Linked DNA regions of Bactrocera dorsalis: region 2 is linked to region 1. A link is a contact called in public Hi-C data. All regions are on one chromosome and are shown on one strand. The core of a region is the stretch at or near the end of the contact, and the rest is flanking DNA. Distances in the headings are between cores, read along the strand shown.

The links. A called contact is a pair of places that touch in the nucleus more often than the background predicts.
Region 2: a Hi-C map of whole body shows a contact between it and region 1, with 4 times the contacts expected there. The contact joins two enhancer-like sites. A contact is called at or near these places in 2 of 2 Hi-C or Micro-C datasets (both in whole body).

The regions. Positions count from the first base shown.
Region 1 is chr4:44,413,117-44,417,258 of ASM2337382v1, forward strand. All of the region lies in intron 1 of LOC105222577 (serine/threonine-protein kinase tousled-like 1), which reads right to left. Among protein-coding and RNA genes, the nearest start is that of LOC125778435, 18 kb to the left of the region's middle. Within about 2 kb of position 1,890, the one cell type or tissue checked has open chromatin away from gene starts, as enhancers often do.
Region 2 is chr4:44,513,468-44,517,347 of ASM2337382v1, forward strand. All of the region lies in intron 1 of LOC105222577 (serine/threonine-protein kinase tousled-like 1), which reads right to left. Among protein-coding and RNA genes, the nearest start is that of LOC105222577, 47 kb to the right of the region's middle. Within about 2 kb of position 2,519, the one cell type or tissue checked has open chromatin away from gene starts, as enhancers often do.

The DNA.
Region 1 (4,142 bases), core at 640-3,139:
TCTGATTTTTTCTTACTCCCCAAACTGAAAGCGCCGCTCTGTGGGTCTCATTTTCAGTCGATCGAAGAGATAAAACAAAATTCGCTGAAGCAGCTGAAGGTCATCCGACAAAATCATTGACATAAGTGTATTACATCTGGTGGGTATTACTTTGAAGGCGGCAAAATAAATATTGATGAATAATTTTTAAAATTTCCGGTTATTTTTTGGTCACAATGTTTATGTACACAATTTTGAAAAAGTTATATTTAGTCCCGGAAAATAAGCAACACCGCATAGCATTTTTGAATAAAACAAATCGATAAACATCACTGTTATCAATGTATTCAATTACTTTTCGAGCATTCCTTACCTTATTTTAGCTTCTATTTATAGTTGATAAATTGCAAAGCATTTGTTTAAGGCAAACATAGTATACAAAATAAAATATTCGAGTCTAAAAATGAATTTAAGTATATACATATATAAGTACATATGTACATATGTAGGTATACCTTGGCACATATCACTCAACACGCGGTAAAAGAAAATAATTAGGGCAACTAAGAAAATAACAAACTCTATTATAATTTCCGGTTCACTGGCCGGCACTAGATATTAAAAGAAAATTTATGGACTTAGAAAATTGTTTATTTTTAGTTTTGGTTAGCATTCACCTAGTGAATAAGAATAACAGCGCTTAGTCATAAGGTTGTAAAATGAAAAAAAAATATTAGTTGTTTTTTTAAGAAATTTGTTTTTTAATAATTAAAAAAATTATATATTTTTTAAATAATAAATGTATGTATTTCTTTAATAATAGTATAATTTTAGTTTAATAATAAAATTTAGTATTTTTTAAAGTGTTTGTTTCGTTAGGGGTCAGGGGGGATCAGATTCACCCAGCCATTTCTCCGACAGATGACATCAAAAAATTCCGAAAAAATTTGTTTATACACCCCACCATATACCTCATGATATGAGAAAAAATTCTATTGTCAAATAAAAATTTCTATGAAAAAAAATGTCAAATGAACAGACCAGATTACCCTATGACCCCTTAATAATTAAAAAAAAAAATTGTAATATTTATTTTTAAACATTTTTTTATAATTTTTTTAAATAAATTTTTTTAATAATTGTTTCACTTATTTTTAACATTTTTTTCTTTGTAATAAATGTTAGATAATTTTTTGGTAAATATTTTTTTTAAATATAACTTTTGAAAATTGTTTTTACTTATTTAAATTATTATTAATATTTTAGTTTTTAAAGTATTTGTGTTTTAATGAATTTAAAAAAAAATTAAAATATTTTTTTTTATATTTTTTTTGGTTAATATTTTTTTTGCTATATACATTTTTTTAAATTTTATTTTTTTTTAGTAGATATACATAATTCCTAATGCTTTGTATTAAGATTTATTTCCATTTAAATTATTCTAACAAGTGTTATGTTCAAGTAACAAGAAATATTTTTAATTTAGTGCTGAAGTATTTCATAAATACATACTATGTGTATATATGTTTATATGTTTATATATACCTATGTGTCTATACAATGTCTAAAACTCAAATATGCCGTGGACAAAGCTAATTTGTCAGCATGAAATCGGTGAATAATAAAAGTCATGTGTTTGGTGACTTGATTTTCATATGAACATATACATACATATACAAATGTATATAATTTATGTGTTCACTTACTATTTCACTTTATTATTTTTATTTTTCTCAAAGTCACAAAGAAATGAACGCCTGCACCCACAGATCGAGCGCACGATCGGCTGACTATCACTTATGTATTTACACATCAGCACACTAACTCACGTTGTATCTAAATGTAGTGCATATGTATGTATATACCACATATAAATATGTACATATGTACTTAATTATAATATAAAATGTGTGTAAAGAGACACTTGACTGTTGTGCGGCACACAGTATTACACTCACATCCGTATATAGTATACGTATATAGTACATATATACAATATTATATAGTGTCTGAAATGGCAACGCTCTGACAATGCGCTATAAATTGTCTTTCACATTTCAATCGCATACTCGAATAATTTAAAATATTTCACCGACATGACATGCTTACCTAATTAGGTATTTAATGCAATAAAATATCAGATAGCGACTGATAAAATAGCGAATAGCGGCGAATAATGCGTTGTGGCGGTTTAGCAGCGAGATATGTTGGTATTTTACGCAAAAAAAAAGCAAACAGTATAAACCAGAAGTGATATACATACATACATTGATACATTTGAATGATCAGGAGCAAAAATTGCGATCGGTAATCTAGTTATAGATATGCACGTGTCGCAGACGGTAGTTTTACAGCTAAATTTCAATTAATGATTTTATGTTCTTTTTTAAGAAAAATAAAATACTTTTTTCCAATATTTTTTTTTTCACCCTTTTTGCCTAAATATACGCCTAGAAACTCAAAAAATGTCATACATACGTTTCTAGATTTTAATTCTTAAAACAATCAATCCTTAATCAATTGCCATTGTAAAAATCATTGACGTTAAGTGGCATAATTGTGTAGTACGTGTATTTGCTATAACTTCGCCTTATCGCGACCAACTGTTGATGACTTGACGTGGTCGGTAATACAAAAATCAATCAATAAAGGGTGTTTAGATACGCTAGAAAGATAAAATCTAAGAATTCAAATCTTTGGCCGACAAAATTATCCAAACGGTACTGTGGGCAAAAAATAGTAAGACTTTTTAATTTAACAGTCGAGAACTCTTTGACGACGAACCACATCCAGGACATCCATCAACATCATCTGATGATCAACACGTCAATAAAATAAAGGAATTGGTGCTTGAGAATTGACAATTAACCGTCAGAGATCTTACTGGCATCGTTGGAATATCTGTGAAGCAATGCTTTTCGATAACCATGATGTCACGAAACGTATTATTCCTGGCGTTGAGTCTTGAATCTATGCCTATGACCCGGAAACAGACGATCATTCGGCCGATTATCGTGGCAAAGGGGGAACTGAAGCAGAAAACCCACGTCAGAGCAGGTCTGAAATCAAGGTTATGTTGACAGTTTTCGTCGTTTATGAAAGTGTGCTGCACTCCGAATTCATTATGACTGACCAAACCGTCAACAAGGAATACTATTTGAATGTTATGCGTCGTTTGCACGAAGTTATTCATAAAAAGTGGTCGGAATTATGGGCCACGAAGTTATTCGTAAAAAGAGATCAGAATTATGGACCGACAATTCTTGGTTTTCACACCACGATAATGGACCGTGCCATACTGCATTGAATTTTCGTGAATTTTTAACCAAATTTTCAACCAACATCGTTTCGCAATCAACGTATTCGTCTGCTTTAGCTCCGTGTGTCTTCTGGCTATTCAGAAAACTCAAACGGCTTTTTGATTGAAAAAATGGGGATTACTTTGATCTGTTTCGTCTCCAAATTTTGAAGAATAAATTAAGAATTTAAACCAATGAACAAAGACTTACTATTTTTTGCTCATTGTAGTATAGCTTAAAACATAGTACAATTAAATATAATTATTCTCATATTGCTCATAATAGCGCGCAAATCTCGAAACACCCTTTATTTAGGAAAATAAAAGTTTTGGTAAATTAGTTGATTATATGCGTCCGTCCAAGTATACTCAAGGCTACTTTTAAATGCATTCCTAAGCACCCAACTAAAATAAGTATACTATATATTGTCAACTAAAATGCAAAACAACGCATCTTAAAAAAATAGAAATTTAGTTTTTTAACACTTACGATTCACTACATCATGTCATATACATACGTAATAACACAAAATTTTCCGCTTCCGCTCTCAGATATAACCAATATATAACTATTTTATAACCAATATATAACCTTTTTATAACCGAAACTCAAATTTTCTTTCAATATGAGTGGTTTCATTATATAGTTTTTTCTTCGCCCGTAAACTTATGAAAAGTGATGTTACGTTATTTTGCATTTTAAGTGACGATATGGCATGTATCTACAAACGTGTGTACATATGTATGTATAATGGGTACAAATCACGAGTACGCCAAGTATATAATGAGATCGCGATCAGGTGACTTTCTGATTACACAAAAATGCCCAAAACGCTAAAAGTCAATAAATCTATAAATACACGTT
Region 2 (3,880 bases), core at 1,269-3,768, 100 kb after region 1:
GTAGTACAAGCAATATTAACAAGTTGGAGCTGCGCTCTTAAATTGCGACAACCGAACCGAGTCTGCTACTGCTGTTGCTGCTGCAGCGGTGCTGTGGCTTTGAGTGGCCTGTTCATCTGCCACCATGTAATAGTCGGCTACATTATAGCAGCAGTGTGCCAAGAGCGTACGCATAGATACTGTTAACAAGGCACCTCTGTCACCGATAAATGTTGCCGTTGTGGCTTTTGCACGTTGTATGTATGAGTGTATGTACACAGTGACCCGAGAGTGCACCGCATTCCAGCCATTCCAACACATACTCACAATTTCGACGTGCGCTTGGCAAAAACTCGCAGCCCCCATGGTGTATGCCGGCGGAATCCACTTGGATTCATTTTGGTGGCCAGAGTGCAACTTTTATTGCATTGTAAGCTTATAAATCAGCTGAAACGACGAGCCTGTGACGACGAAGGCTACGATGTTGCTGTACGAGATGACCAACGAAGCAGCAATGGCGAGACAGTATAATTTAGTCGTTGTGTTGTTAAAAGAGTTGCCAAGGTGCACTAATTGAATTATTTGGTTGTATCATATACATTTTTTCTCATGGCTCCGAACTCCCTATTCCATTTACGTGCTTTGGTTTTCCTAATGTTTAACTAGTGGTTTCGTCTAACCTTTCTGCTGTTTGATAGTTGATCCGACAATATGGTAAAGTTTAAGAAATATTTGATATACCATCTATTCAAATTCGACCCGGGCGTTTTCGCTAGACTTTTTTTTGCTAAATTCTAAGGAAGTCATGGCAATAAGAACGTTGAAAATATTGTAGAAGTATTTTGAGCTGTCTACTCGATCAAGAAGTCAAATAGTTGAGTAGCTTTGTGTCACTTCAATGAAGATCGCGAAACCATCGAAAACTTACTTCATTTGAGTTGTCCATCCACCGCGCTTAATGACGATCATTTCGAAAAATTTAAGTTCCACATCTTCTTTGCCTTCGTCTAGGCATGGGAAAGAAAGGATCTCAACCTCTCTAAAGTATCGCCAAGAATTTGGTTAATGTTTTGGGTATTACACGTATCAATGTTAAACTCGAACCAAAAGTCCGAAATTTTTGCAAAATTGACGGCGCAAAAGAGTTGCATGTCGAGGCGCAGCCTGCATTCCCCAAACGCATGTTTACTTGTGACGAGACATAGACAAATATAACCGAAAAAACCCAAAATTCGCTGAAGGCACTAAAGGACATCTCAGCCGAAGCATAGAACAGGTGTATAGAAAATGAGATAAAGCGTTGACATGCTTCTGTTGGTTGAGAAGCCTATGTATTTTGAAGGCGATATTAAAGATTTGTGAATCCAGGTCAAATGACCATATCAGATAAATAGGGGACAAGGGATAATTCGGTTACATTTTCCCCTATTTTAAATTTCTAAAGTTTAAACAAATTTTTATTGTTCCAAATAAAGAAATTCTAGGGATATACCCAGTATAAATCTGTACATCGTGCCCACCATATTTTAAAGAACATTTATAAATTAATCAAAATAAGAAAGGACGTCTCAATACATTTATATACACACCTCCTATATCAGACTATACACTAAAATTCCATAATACCCGAAACACTTGGAAACCCTATTGCCGCTTTAAAGTAGCTACTATCTTATACAAACTAATAAAAAATGGATTTAATTTACATTAGATCCCACATGAATTTCGTTGAGACAACATCCACTCAATTCAATTACAAGAGCACAAGACACGAAGAAAAGCAACACAAATCTTCAACAACTAAATCGCACGCCAAACCTGTTCCGCAGCCATTGAAACGTACCACATTTTCCAAGCTGGCTCATACAAGCAAATAAATATAGGTATTACTTTGAGTGGTCTGAACGGAAAACGACCCCAACAAACTAACTAACCAGAGGCGCTAAAGTAATTACCCTCGAGTACCCCCCAAAGCGAACACGAAGCACACGATAAAACACGCGATAGATAGCCCACATTGAACCACTCACCCGACCAACAACCATTTAAAATGCATAGCACAACAGCTGACGGCAAGCAAACAAGTTCGATGCCAACGAACAAAAACAACGTCAACGTCAACCGACGAAGCAAACAACCGAAAAAACAGCAACACCAGCAAAGCGAATACTATGAAGGCGAAAAAATGCACTCGCAAGCACAGCCGAGCAACAGCGTGCGTCTGAAGCTAAAAATAGTATAATATTTAAAAAAAATACATAAATGTATGTATGTAAATATACGTATGTAAACATATTAACGATTACGCTGCTGACGAAGCGACAGCAATAGCAACAACGTCGCAGGCGACGACGACGACAACAACGACGACGATAGAATATAAAAATGTTGAGAGATACGATAACATTGTTTGCACGATTTTCATAATAAATAGTTCGGTTGTTGGTGTTATTGTTGCGGTAAAGCGACCTTCCGGTGCGCCGCACGACCAAACGACACCGCAAACATAAGCGGAGAGCGCCATAACAGCGCGCACAGCGCACAGCTGCTCCCCAACACAACACAATTTCAATGGAATGGTTGGAATGCTAGACGTGTGATAAAGTCGCCTAAGACAAGTGAGAAATGAAACGAAATATGCGAAATGAGAAGCGTACGTATGTATGTATGTACAGATTAAAATGGGGAGCCAGTCAGTCAGCAGCAGCAAGAGCAATAGAAACGGGAACGGCAACGGAACTACCGCATGATGAGGTGATAATCCAGCTGGGGAGCGCACAGCAAGAAACGAATGCTGTAAACGAGACGACTACACGCTCAATGTGTGCAGCCAAACGCCGAGCGACGCTAAACGAATCGACACAAAAACATACCATACATATGTATGTATGCATGTATGTAGAATATGCACAAGTAAACCAACGACCTTCTCTTAAATTTTCGCCTTTTCGCATGACTGGTGCTTGTGTTTTTTAATGACGAGGCTTTAATAACTATTTGTGTGGAATTTGTTGGAATTTTATGTGCAAACGAGTTAATTACATGCAATAATTCGTTATTAATAGCGTTTTTTATAAATAATTTATATATTAATATAATATAAATATCTATGGGTGTAGATGAAATAACTTCATTAACATGCTATAATCTCTTAAATAGTTGCCTAATTGTTTGAATACTCAAATGCGCAGTGCATACATAAATTCCACCTACATAATAACCATAAATAATTATAAATAAATGGCACACAAAAAGTTTTATATTTATTTTTATGTATGTGTGCATTTGTTTTTGTATCCACAAAGCTGTCGGCATTTGTTTTGTGCAAATCGCTCGGGTGCCCATTCCACAGCGCTTAAGTGGATAGTAATCAGTGGACATAAACTTTTGTTCGAATTACGTACTGCCACCATATTAAATTATCGCACTGTTATATTGCTTTTTAGCAAATTGTCGGCAAGGATTGCCATATTTTTGATAATAAAAAATTAAAATCCATCATTTTCAGATTTTATTCAGTAAAACAGCCAAATAGGAAAATTATTTAAATTTAAATAAAAAAGATATGTGGGTTTGGAGTTCTTACTGGGAACTTTAGCTGGAGAGTAAAAGCTGCCTCTAGCTTTTATTTATTTTGTTTTTACCTACTCCCAACTCCAGACTCTCCCATGGAACCACCTGATTATGTACTACTTCGGTGGAGTGATAAGACATTGAAGTCTGCTCCATTGCACAGACTGACGGCTGCTGCTCTATATGTCTCAGTTTTGTCATGAGCTGACACATGAGTGTCGCCAAATTTTTCACTGCAATACTAATACCGAGAGTCTTCAAACCGAACACATCAGACAATTCGGAATAATGTCGTGCTGGAATCTGTGTTAGGTGGAAATCGAGGTCC